Linked DNA regions of Gossypium hirsutum: region 2 is linked to region 1. The links are chromatin contacts, called in public Hi-C maps. All regions are on one chromosome and are shown on one strand. Each heading gives the region's core, a stretch centred on a gene start, on an enhancer-like site or on the middle of the called end of the contact. The rest is flanking DNA. Distances are from core to core; before and after follow the strand shown. Region 1 has its middle 49 kb from the start of LOC107911134. Region 2 has its middle 4.8 kb from the start of LOC121223069.

Evidence for each region. Hi-C and Micro-C count contacts between places; a contact is called where the count stands out from the background.
Region 2: a Hi-C map of hypocotyl shows a contact between it and region 1, with 4 times the contacts expected there. The contact joins two enhancer-like sites. A contact is called at or near these places in 2 of 34 Hi-C or Micro-C datasets (anther and hypocotyl).

What each region holds. Positions count from the first base shown.
Region 1 is chrD11:30,348,827-30,355,870 of Gossypium_hirsutum_v2.1, forward strand. No RefSeq gene overlaps it. Among protein-coding and RNA genes, the nearest start is that of LOC107911134, 49 kb to the right of the region's middle. Within about 2 kb of position 4,600, at least 4 of the 9 cell types and tissues checked have an H3K27ac peak or open chromatin away from gene starts, as enhancers often do.
Region 2 is chrD11:30,509,076-30,516,421 of Gossypium_hirsutum_v2.1, forward strand. No RefSeq gene overlaps it. Among protein-coding and RNA genes, the nearest start is that of LOC121223069, 4.8 kb to the right of the region's middle. Within about 2 kb of position 2,601, at least 4 of the 9 cell types and tissues checked have an H3K27ac peak or open chromatin away from gene starts, as enhancers often do.

The sequences.
Region 1 (7,044 bases), core at 3,350-5,849:
CAATTGGAGAGATACATTACCTTAGGTATTGGAGCGGATGACCCCCAAAAGATAAAGACATAGATGTGACTGACTGGATTGACAGTACATCACACATGATCCAAGTAGAATAGATCCTAGATCTGTTTGTGGATTTATTCACTTGTAACATTTATAGTATAAGATACCTTAATATTGAGTGGATTACAGAATATGTATACGTGACTCATATACTTTAATGTAAATGAAAGCCTGAGTTCGAATATATAAGGAATCAAAAGCTGGTGCATTGGGTATACGACTTTTGCATGATGTAGCATCATTTCACAACAGTGAAATTCAGAGCCCAATAAAGGGTAAATGATGTCCCTTCATTGGTATTACATGATATATGAAAAGTAACATGGTCACGAGTCATTTGTCTTAGAGATAAATGATTTAATTACTATATATTAATAATTGACTTTTCATTAACGAAGATGTAATGGTTACAATGAGATAAAATATGATCATATTTGGAGAAGGAATTTATCCCAAAGATAGTAAGGATATCTTATGATGGTAGCACTTATTGAGTAGTTTTCGTAATGGTATATAATAAGGGAGAGCTCAATCATGATACTTTAGTGAAATGACTTCATGAAATTAATAAGCGAAAAGTCAAAACTTAATTACAAATTATTTGAGCCCTAATTATTTATGTCAATTGGTCCCTCCACTAGCTCGAGATAACTAGAATATAATTGAATGTAGAACCAATAAAAATGAAATGATTAAAAACTACAGAATAAGAGAAATTTATCGTATGTATCACTATCCGTACTGAATGTGTTTTCTCACTGAGTAAAAGATGACTTAGAAATTAATTTAAGTTCTTTGAATTATTATTTAATTAATTGTAATTAAATAATTGAAGTTAGAAGTAAAATTAAAATAATTAGTGATCATGAATTTGTTGGATAAGACAATTAAATATATTTCCACATAAATTCTATTATGGTAAAGTTGTCATGACTTTAATAGAATTAGAATTAGGTTGAGAAAATAATTTAATTGAGAAATTAATTTAGTTAATTTAATTAATTAAATTAATTAAATTAATTTAGTTAATTTTATTAATTAATTTAATTTATTAAATAAATAATAATTTAGGAAATAGAAAATAAATATTAGGTTTAATAAATTATAAGTGTTGGATAAAAGTTCAACTAACACGTATAATTGGACCAAATACATGAAAGGTCCAATTAAACCTTCTGGAATACAAGGGGTGACAAACCTTAGTTTCCCAAAAGGCAGGCTACCACCCTACTACTTCTATTTGGAGTAGAAGTTGTGTTTTCTATTAAATATTATTATTTAATTAGACCAAATTCAAACAAAAATCTTATATTGATTTTTTATAAATAGAATATATGTGTTGAACTATTTACACACCTTATTTACATTGTTATTCTGTTAGAAAATATTTAAAATTTATTTTACAGATTAAATTATATTTTGTGGGAAAAACACATAGTTATAAATTAAAAAAGAAGAATTACCTTTCCTACTAAAAGTTAATAAAGTTTTCATTTTATGTGATTAGTTCATGATTCATTGAGTCCACACTCAAAGCAGCTTTTGGTTCAGAAATAGTAGAGAAGGTCATTTGGTAGAAAGGTAGGATCGAATCAATCGCCTCGTACAAAGCATAGGTATAAACTTTGATTAAAAGTTTGTTGTTATGGATATCATAATGGTTCGATTTTAAAGAAAAATTTTAAAATTTATGTTGTGCCTAAAAATATTATTTTCTAAATCGATTTTTCCAATAAATATAAGTAGCATGGTTTCATGAGTAGGTGACTTGTGGCAAAACATGTCTTCCTTTGTATCAGTAGAAGTTGTAGGGGAAAACTTGAGAGCTCACTATTAGGCTTGTTTGAAAACAAGACCCACTAGGAATTGGCACAACGCCGGTTGTACTAATACAATTGCCCCCTATTACCACACAACTCCTTTAAAACATTTAAAGTTTATTTTAAGATGATATTTCCAAAGTCATTTGAAAATTTAAACTTATTGTAACACTCCAAACCCAGCCTAGGCGTTATGGCTAGATCTGGAGATGTTACGTAAATTGATTGAAAATTCAGTATTCGTTGGTTTATATAAGAAAAGGTCATTAGTTCTTTTTATATAAACAAAATACAGTTTATTAGAGAAAACGTATATTTAACCAATTTAATGAAAACATTACTTTTACGATTATTATAATTGTTTGAATTTGCAACACAAACCTTAGTTAGATTCGGTTTTGAAAAACATGTTTTGATGATGAAAAATCGACATTTTACAAATAGTTTCAAAACAGGTTAAAATCTATGAAATAGTTTAAAAGCGGAAAAACATAAAGTCCAAACCAAAGATGTCCCGAAATGTCCAAAATAGTCCAGAAATAACATAACACGATAACCACAAATTTAATTAAAACAGTATGAAACCAAATTAACTTAACCGAGCTCCGTTGCACTGATCCGCTTAAGTTTGAGGATTACCTGAAAGTAACAGACAAACAGGAAATGAGTTTTCGAAACTCAAAGTGTAACTTAAAACAAAACAGAATCTCAGTTTTAATTTCAGACATATCTCATATCAAAGTAGATATATGACACATATCGTAGACATATATCATCCACTGCACATTATCTCCAACCATCCCTACACACCATATAAGGTATTAAATACCCATCCAACCCTACACACCACTTAGTGTCAGTATCACACTTTTCAGATTATATTTGCAGCTTAGCTACCAAGTCCATAAGTGAATTATTGCCATGTACAGAAATAGATGTGGCAGTCCCACCAGTTACCACACTTCCTCCAAAACATATATCCCTCCCTAATAAACATACAGATTTACAGATGTTCAAATAATGCATAACATATATACTCACATAGCTTATGCATATCATATGTGTATATTTATATATATACCTAATTACACATACATGTCAAATGTGCACATATCAATCATGCTTATATTAGTTTTATGCTAACAAATAATCAGAGAAATCATGTTTTATAGCTTGTTTAACATCATAAGAACCTATGAAAGGCCTACGTTCGATCTAAATGTTGTTTATGGCCCGGCCCGGGCCAAAAAAGTCTTACCTGAGGCCCGGCCTGTTTTCTAAATGGGCCTCTTTTTTTGCCCAAACCCATATTTCAGGCCTATATTTTTATCCGAACCCTTTTATTTTTCGGGCGGACTGTCGGACCGGGCTGGGTAGCCTAACTCATGATCACCTCTAATAACAATAAAGAAAAGAAAGAATTGAAGTGTTAAAAACAAGGGAAAAAAGCTAGAGGAGGTTTTAATGAAATTAAATGAATGTTCTCCCATTAGGTGTTTCTAATTTTTTGGATTCCATCCCAAATAGATGTGAGAGAATTTGTTTGCTTGATTTGTTTAGTTTTTGTAGAATTAGAATTAAATTGAATTAATTTATAAATATTAAGGGTTAATTTATTTAATTATGATTAAGTTAGAAAATTTTGTAAATACTGAAAATTAAATTTATTATTATGTCGATTGTAAAACTGTCACATTATCTTCTTATCATAAATTTAATCATAGTTAACGAAATTAGACCAAAAAGGATATTCGATTAATTGGATAATCATTTTATGAATTTTTATAATTAGATGATAAAAATGAAAATTTAAATATAATTGTATGACTTACATTTTATCTAACTAGAAACTTTATCACCTGAAAACGTATGTGAGAACCACGTATTTAGAGCACAAATTTGTGTTTAAAAGTAACATACAATAAATAATTAATAGTATGGTTTGAAGTTAATTGACAATAACACATGAAATATGTACGATATTAAAATAAAAATTAGATTAAATTGCAAGTAAAGCAAATTTTAAACTCATGAATATATCATATTAAGAATATTAAATGAAAATAATTATTTATCACAGTGTTTTCATGATGTTGTTATCAATCTTAAGTTGATATCAAGTTCATTTGTGACATTATCTTAATAAAAAATTAAAATTAAAATGTATAAAAAATTTAGAATAAAGCTTAGGTTGGGTGGTAAATTTAAGGTTTTGTATGTTGGCGTGGATTCAAATATCACCATAAGCATATTTTTTAAATAAAAAAGATTAAAACACACTTGAATAATATAACTTCATTTAAATACGAGAGGATATTTTTGTAATTTTTCTAACCGAGTTAGTTCTCGATCGACTCGTAACACTAACTCACTAAGAAATAATAAATTGTGCATAGTAAAAAAAACATATAAAACACGTCAAATTAAAATTTTGATTGAGTAATAAATTTAAATTATTACCAATTCAATTGGTATAGTTTGAAATCTCGTTACATAAAATAAAATTAAAGCAACTTTAAATAATATAATTCATTTTAATTTTAAAAATTAATTTTCTAATTTTCTAATTAAATTGATTTGTAATAGGAATTCAATTAAAAACTTAAATATATAGGAATTTAAATTAAGAAATAGGACTTAGGATACTATGGCAGAGGTCCAGTCGTTGGACATCGCAGGCATGGATGGTACGTAGCCGATGATAAAACATTGAGAGACTATTGATTTGACAGCTGACAGTCAGTTAATTATTTAATAACCGCAGTACTCACGTGCTTCAGCTGCAACCAAACCCTAGGTAAAAAAAAATTCAATTCTTTTTTCACCTCGAAAATTGGAGGTCCAGAAAAAAGTCAATAGAAAAAAGAAATAATGAGAGTTGATTTTCTGTAATATGAAAATTACGTAGAAAGAAAGAAAGAAAAGATGAAGAGATGTTAATTTACCGGCAACCGGTAGAGATAAAATCCATTGTTTTTTAAAAAAAACAGTATTTATTTGTTAGTTAGTCAATCAATATCTTAGATTCAAAGTTGGATGGCGTCCCATGTGACACGTGAATCTTGAGAAGAATACAAGGTTTTGTATTTGCAATCAATGGAAAATAATTTGTGAAAACCGAGGTATCCTGTATCTTATCCCTTTCAACTCCCCACGTATCCACCATCTTCTTCTTTTATTATTTTAATCTTGCCTTTCGCTCTATGCCTTAATGCCTATTTTAGCGCTTCTACTATCTACCTCAAGAATTTAATCTTTATTCTGTGAAGCTCTTTGATATTTTTTCCTTTTTTTCAAAAAAGAAAACATCATATCACAAAAAAAAGTTTTAAAAAATCTAAAAATTAGGAATTTTTTTGACTTTTTTTTAAAATTTATGAATTAAGCCTAGAAATTCCTTTTCTTTTTTACTTTTATGATATTTTTTTAGAAATTTAAGGATTTTACAAATTGAAAAAAAATGATTACATTCTGTTGGCTTATGTAATGTTTCTTAACGGTGGGCACCAAAATGTTGATTTCTTATGGAGATTTTTTCAGCTCTTTCAACTTAGCTACCAAATAACGAGTAATATATTTATACACGTTATTTTATACCATTTAAATGTTTCTAAATTTATAAATATATTACTTGTTATTTTTTAAAATAAAAGAAACAATAATTTAGTAATATTTATTTCAATTATTATAAAAGGTGAAAATTATTAAAGTAAGTTCTAATTTTATCAAAAAAATTCTAATTTAATTGTGCATATTAAATTTAAATTAATTTTTAAATTTAATAATAATGTGAGTGATGCAATAATAATTAAAAAACATGAAAAGTAGTTCAATATTATTTCAAAATATAAAATATGTAATTAAACTTGAGAAATAAAAAAGATGGGAAAACAAAGAGGGGTTAATGTTACCATATGCCTATCCCTTTTGTTGGGTGACTTTGGCCATTTGTTGGCCGGCACCACACACCCCAAAAAATAAATTTTTTTAATTAGATAAAGGGTGTCGGCCATCAGTGTGCCAGCACTCAAAATTTTTTTTTGAAAAAAAATACTTGGGTGCCGACTATTTGGTGTCTAAAACCCTAAAAATTATTTTTTAATAGAAAAATAGTGGTATCGACCACCTAGTTCTCATAACCTAATTTTACTATTCATTTTAGGTAATTTGGGTGAATATTTTTGAACCAGAATCATTTTTGTAAATATTAAATTTTTTTGGGTTAAATGGGTAAAATAGCTTATAATATAAGAGCTAAAATAGGTATTAAGTATTTTATTTAGTTGTTTTGCCTTATATTCTATTACAATTTCTTTCTTAATATTGAACATTTTATTATTAATATCTATATTTATATTAAATTTTTAATTGAGTTGTATTACGAGTCAATCAAGTACTAACTAATTAAAAATTATTAAATACTTTACTTTTATAAAGTAACAACTATTAAATAAAATATATTTGGGTCTTTTTCATATTTTAAAAAATAACAACACTATAATAAAATTTTACTCTAAAAACATAAATTTTAAATTTAAACATTTCAATTAAAACCTAAATTTTAATATATCTTTTTTATAAATATATATTTTACAAAGTTTTTCACCCTTAAAACAATATTGAAAAGCCAAGATATATTGTTTTTCAAATTCAATAATTTGTTTTTTAAAAAAGTATATACAAATTGTTCCATAAATTTTAGGTGACAAAATACAGGCTAAATTTTATAAATATGCTGAAAAAAATAATTGACAAACTAGGCTAAAACTCTAAAAATTTACTAATCTACGCTGCTTTTGGAGAGAGAAAGGAGAACGCATCTTATAGGGCGTGTTTTCACTACTATATTTATAGATTAAAAACCATAGTGCCATAATAGGACTGGCGTTTCAACAATATAGATGGAACACTACCTTAACATCAATAGTACTCTCCAAATAGAAGAGGAAAATCGAAAGTAGTCCCAATAACAACCAGTGCCATAATACAATTTCTATAATCAGAGATCCATATCACCGAGCCCCCATGATCGAGTCAGGATTTATAACAGTAATAAATGTAATTACCTCCATCCAATGAATATCTTTTACAGATAAACCGTGTTTAATAGATAAGATTAGACCATAAGAATGATAAGAAAACCGAGATAATGAAATCCAAAATG
Region 2 (7,346 bases), core at 1,351-3,850, 160 kb after region 1:
AAATTATGTGCTTGGCCCAATAGTAGACAAAATTAACTCGATAATCTAATCATCATTAGTTTAATTGAAGCTAATTATCAGATAATTAATGCAAAGTCTAATCTTCATTAGTTTAAGCTTCTTTGTTTTTCAATTGCTAACCCAAAATGGAATAAAGACGATCTGAAAGTAGAAAAATGGTATTCGTCCACATGAAACACTATTAACTACAAATAAGAAAATAAAGTAGAGAAATACCAGAAAAAAGAAAGATCCAAAATTTGAAGAGTTGTATTTATGCACTTTGAGTTATTGAAAAGGACTGCTTCGAAACCAACACCCAGAGTTTCAATTATTCTTATTTATTTATTTATTTATTTATTTATTTATTTATTTATTTATTTATTACAAGAGCCTAAAGAAAATAATGAACAAAAATAAATAAATAAAAGGAAAGACCTAATACCATGATTCAATGGTTCCAACAGCTTTGCTCTCTTTTAAGAAAAAAGGGCCAAATAATACTTTCTTTTCTTTCTTTCCTTTAAAAATGCCAAATAATACTTTACATATTTCTGAAAAAATAAATATTATTGTGATCTAACAAATGACACGACAATTCAAAAGCTTGACACCATGCACCTAATTCTGTACATGAAAATCTATCGTTCTGTAACATTCCAAGGATCATGCGGTTGGTGTATTTCATTTATCAATAATATTTATATAAAGTTGGACACATCGAAAATTATATATATATATGCAAATGTCTTTATTTATTTTATAATTTAAGTCTATTTTATTTGATCTGAGATAATGTTGAGATAAATTCAACAATGATAAATTTAGAATTCAAACTTTATTCAAATGGTTAAAGAAAAAATTCACCATCACTCATTTTAACCATTTATTAATATTTTTTAATCATATTTTAATACCGTGTTATATATATAATTTATTTTTTGACCATATTATTATTTGGTATTCAAATTTCAAAATTATGACAGATATTACATTTTTATCCGTATGACCTAAATTTTGGTGGCCAACTGCTTGTCCTTTCGTGTAAGAGAGATAAGAAAGAATAAATTATAATATATATAAAAATAAGAGTTTAAATTTTTTTAAAATAAATGAAAATATTATTTATTTGTTATTATATTATTAAATTCATATTTAAAATAATTATAATATTTTATTTAAAATTATTAGTTAAAAATAAAATATAATAAAAGTTGTCATAATTATACATTTAAAAATGATTAAAATTTAATAGATTTTGTGATAATTATATAATTAAAATAATTAAAATTAAAATTAAAATTATTAATTAAAAAAAGTTGTGCTAATTTTAAAATAGAGTTTTTACTATAATAAAATTCTAAGCATTAAAGGTAGGAAAAAAAAGGTTGTGGTAATTATAATTTATGATTATTAGTTAAAAAAATTTGACATAAATAAAAATGGTGCTATTTTTATTTGTGTAAAATAGAATTATTATTTAAATGAAATTTTAAGCACATTAATTATCAGTTAATTAATATTAGAGTTAGTTATTATTTTTATTAATATTACTTTATAATTACATAAAATAAAATTAAAGTGAATGTTGAATATGTTTAAAATGATTTAATTATTATAATATGGATAAGTTAATATAGTTTAATTATATTATTGATGTCGTGTGTTTGATAGTTGTAAAGTCTACTAAGCGTTAAATGTAATTTAATTATTTTTGGTATTATTTGACCCACATCAATAAAAACTGAGATTATTGCATGTACCTCCAACCAAAGGGAACACAAAAATTTTAAGGGTATCTAGTTGGGTGCTTCTTGATCAATCATTGGAGTTACGTACTTTTTGAGATTGTGGTTGAATTTTGAGATGGGCAGGACCCCCAGGATTTGCAGATATACAAGATTCAATCTGCAACATTTTATTTATTATTCTTCCAAACATCAACCATAGATTTTTATTTAATTTGTTGTTACTAAATTATTTAATATCAATATGATTATATCTTCAAATGATATAAAACTATACATTTACATTTACCTTTTAAACTGAGTTGAAATGTTATTCGTATGTTGTCGATTGAGTTTTAGTTTAATTAGCATGAGTATTGTTATCAATATAGGAGGATATGGGTTCAAGTGTGCTGAAGCGCATTATATCCTCCTATTTATAGGTTGGAAAAGAATTATATATAGTTTTAGGTATTGTATAAAAAAACAGATATGATCAAAACTTATAATGAGATTATTCAAAAAGAAATACATTATTTACATGTCTTATTTTTTTAATATTTATTTTCAAATGAGATATGAAGTTTAAAGATTTCACTCGTATTTTATCATATTATTTATGTACACTAAATCATGATACACTTGTGATGTGGATAAAAAATAAATTAATAATATATTAATAAAAATTTTATTTTATAAATGATTAAGTTTAAATTTAAAAAATTAAAATATTTTATTTAAATATGAAAAATATACACTCGTTATATTATAAAAGTAAATGATTTTTAGAATTTAGTTAAAAACTTAATATACATCTATCCCTTCATCATTTCAGCAGTTTCACTATTGGTATAGGATGAGGACATGATTGATTTGATTAAATGTCACAAATTGATGACAGTAAAAAGAAGGGTGACTTTTAATGATGACTACACAAGAATATTCCCAAGCAATTATTTTGTTTTAAAAAAATAATAATAAACAGAAAACAGTCAATGATTACTACAGAATTCACCAGCCGGTAGCTTGATTTCCTCTTCCACTAATTGATTTTAATATTTAAAATTAACCTCACTAAACAACCCCAACTTTCTTTTCTAAAAAATATTAATTAGCGAACCCCCCAAGGATACAGCAATGTTCAGTGAATAAGATTGATCAAAATTTTCAATCCTTGCTTTTAAAAATCTCAGAAAATGAAATGCAAATACAATGAAGAAGAACAAACATGAAATTAATGAAGAAATAGGAGATTGAAATTTCAGATAAAGAGCAACAGGAAACAACCAAAGTGGAAACCCACGGAAAAGAACGGGTGGTGGGATCACAATTCTAGTGATAAAATAAAACAAAACACATTATGACTTCCTTCTGTCGGTGTAGATTAGGAATAGGTGGGGCACCCATTTTTCTTATTTATCCTTATCCCACTCTTATATTTGTGTACAAAAGTCTTAATCTCATGGATGTTTCCTGCCTCTCACCTCATTTTTCACTAATTATTTTTACTTTAATATTGTAAATTTATACTAAATCATAATGGTTCTTTCAGTAAGTATAATATGGATTTAGAAATACATGTATCAAATCTTAGATTTCATGTCAAATAACGTAAATTTATCACTAAGTTAATGACATAAATAGCTTTAGATAAATAATTTTAAAACGAAATTCAAATATTAAAAAGTTAGAGCTCAATTTCAACTCAACGTGAGACAAACCTTAAATTTTTTAAGTTTGCTCAATCGAGCTTATTTTGGTAGTAAATCCCATGTAAAATTTATGCCATCTCATTATAATTGAATTTTTTTTTCAATACTAACTAGAAATAATAAAAAATTATATTAAAATAATTAAATTCACAAATTATTCAAGACTGAGTATTAAAATATTCAAATAACTCGATTTGATAATTTAAATATTATTTTAGCACAAAATTCGCTGGCGGTAGACGTATGTAGGGTTCTTTAAAGAAAAAACTAGAAATGTTAAGAGACAAATTTTGTGAAAAGGGAGAAAAAGTTTACAAATCTTTAGATAGTGACAAAATTGTAAGCCATCCAACTTTATATGGCTGAAAAGAAGGCATATTTGAATTTTATAATCTGCAGATTCAGGATACCAAGCAACTGATCTTTTGTGGTGTTTGTGATGATTAAACTTGCACTAATTTGGGAAAATTTTCAGGGCAACAACAAAGTCTACTTGCACTACCAATGGGGAGGCTAAAGAAAGACAAATTAACAGTATTGCCAATTGAAAAGGTCAACAATTCCAAATCGCAAACTCAAAAGGCAATGGGTCACTTCAATCATAATTATTCCTTACAATTTATTTATACAAGGGGAAGCTCAAAGCGAATCAGGAATTTATATTTTGTGATTTTCCATCGGATGTTTGTAAATATTTGTAAATTAAATAGGAGTATTTAATAGTGGTTAAATGGAATTATAGGTTCCAATATGGAAAGTAGTCAATATAGATTTAATTCATTCACTGAAATATAAAACATCCTACTTAAGTTTTAGTCAATTTTCAATACCTGGTAGGGATGAGTATTTGATCAAATCGAATCAAATGAAATAATTTCAAGTTAATTGAAAGAACTTGATAAAAGAGAGAAAATGATCTAACCAAACAGAGAATGAATTCTTTCTTTTTATTCAAAAATGCCTAAGCTTCCAATACATAAGGCACAGTATATATAAGGCTAGAGTCACAGCTCTAAACAATGTAACTGCATTTTTACCAGATTCAAAACTAACTTAACAACTTTCTATACTCTAATATTCATCCATCTTCTCCCTAGTCACAACCCGTAGGCAACTCCGAAAATGAGCAAAATTCGACAACGAAAGTGGCTTTGTGAGAACATCAGCGACTTGATCACACGCGGGAACTTCCCCAACTGCTACTGAACCATTAGCAACCTTTTCACGAACGAAAAATAAATCTAACTCGACGTGCTTAAACTTTGACTGTAGAATAGAATTAGCAGCAACCGCAACTGCACCAGAAATGTCACACCAAATATTGGGTATATCGGGACATTGAACATGTAATTCTTGAAGTAATGATAATAGCCACGTAACCTCACTAGTGACTGCGGCAAGGCTCCTGTATTCTGCCTCAATAGTAGACCGAGCAACGACTTTCTGTTTCTTAGAACACCAAGACACAGGAGTATGTCTGAAATAAACACAGTACGTAGTAGTGGATCTTCGGTCATCAAAATCTAACCCCCAGTTTGCATCAGCATACCCAACTAAGGACAAACTAGCATACGGACGAAACACAACCCCAAGTTCAAGCGTGCCACCTAGATACCGCAAAATGCGCTTTAAGGCAGTCATATGGACAGAAGTGGGACAATGCATAAATTGACATATCCGATTTACAGCATATGCAATATCAGGCCTCGTAAGAGTAACATACTGTAGTGCTCCGGCTAGGCTCCTGTATTCAGTCGGGTCCTTTAAACGTTCACCCTCATCTCTAGTCATGACATAAGAACTTATCATCAGTGTATGAACACTTTTCGTATTTTCCATCGAGCACCGAATAAGAATTTCTCGTATATACTTCTTCTGATAGAGATGAAGACACCCTGAAGAAGAACGAGTAACTTCTATCCCAAGAAAGTAATGAAGTTCGCCCATATCCTTAAGTGAGAACTCGTTGTTCAACAACTGAACAAACCAGTCTATAACACTAGGCACATCACCAGTAACAATAATATCATCAACGTACACAAGAACGTATAGCGTTGAATCTGACTTGACCCTAACAAACAAAGAAGCATCAGACTTCGACATCACAAATCCCACAGACATTAGAAATCCTTTAAGCTTCTCAAATCAGGCATGAGGAGCCTGACAAAAACCATATATCGCTTTCTTCAGACGACACACCAGAGGCCTGCCATGTGAATCATGCTGAAAAACACTAGGAGGTTGATGCATGAAAACCTCAGTATCAATATCTCCATTTAAAAAAGCATTATTCACATCCACTTGTCGAAATGACCCACCCCTAGACATAACAATAGACAAAATAACTCTGATAGTAGCCGGTTTTACCACTGGACTAAAAGTTTCCTTAAAATCACACCCCGGAACCTGCGAGCAGCCTTTTGCGACCAAGCGAGCCTTATGTCAAGCAATAGTACCATCAGAATGTCTCTTGATTTTGAGCAACCATTTGCACCCAATGACCTTACGATTTGATGGAGCAGAAACTAACTCCCATGTGGAATTACGAACAAGAGCATCATACTCATCTTGTGCAGCAGCACTCCACTCAGCAGAAGTCATGGCTTCTTCAATTGTAGACGGTTCGATAGCTTCAACAGTTAACACATTAGGCTTCAAAACTCCCGTCTTGGCCCGAGTGACCATTGAATGAGTATTACCCACAAGTGGCCTGCTAACCTGACTATAAGATGCCGACGAAACACCTGCAGACATTCTTAAGGTAGATTGAGAATAAGCATTGGTATCACTTGATGAATCCGAATGACCATTGGTATCACTTGATGAACCCGATTCATGTACTGCTGGAAGATTATTGGACCCAAACCCAACATCAGCCGAAGAATTATGAAACTGAGTTTGCACCAACTCAACATCTAAAACAGGGTTATTAGACTGAGACTGCTACCCTTGTAGAGATGGTGTCATCATGCAAGGCTCAAAAGTCGTGGAAGAATAGGGCCACACAAGAGGAACAACCATCAAACTAATCTGACTGGTCGTCGATACAGACTTGTCTGAACTAGTCTCAGCAAACAAAAATCTCTACTCATCAAATACCACATGCCTCGAAATTATAACCTTACCATCTGGTAACAGATATTGATACCCATTGTAACGAGGACTCTAACCCAAAAATGTAGACGGCTGAGATCAAAAATCCAACTTATGACCTACAAACAGACGTAAGTAAGGATAACAACAGCAGCCAAAAACTCGAAGATGATCATAGGTCAGATCATTTCCATAAAGTGCCTTAAGCGGATAACTACCCTGAAGAACAATAGTAGGAAGTCGATTTATAAGATGAACCGCACAACAAAATGCATACCCCCAGTATTCCATAGGTAAATTTGCATGAGCCAATAATGTAATACCCACATCAACAATGTGACGATGTTTACGCTCAGCTACTCTATTTTGTTCGGAAGTATACGGACAAGTCAGTCGATGTATGATTCTCTGAGACTCTAAGACAGACGTAAAGCTACAGTATTCTCCTCCCCAATTGCTCTAAAATTTCTTAATAGACTTGCCAAACTATGTCTTAATTAATTTTTGAAACTGAGTAAAACATTCTATTGCTTGAGCTTTTTGACCTAAAAGATAAACCCAAGTAAAATGAGTACACATGTCAATAAACGAAACATAATATCTCTTATCATCACATGCAACAGATGCGGGGCCTCAAAGATCAGAAACAACCAACTCAAAAGGATGATAGCTAGAAGTCGAAGGTGGGAAAGGCAACTTATGTGACCTCCCTTTTTGACATGCAGTACATATACCATCCAAAATATTTTTACTTGAAACAACATTACATTTATTTAGAATAGTTTTGACCACAGAAGATGATGGGTGGCCTAAA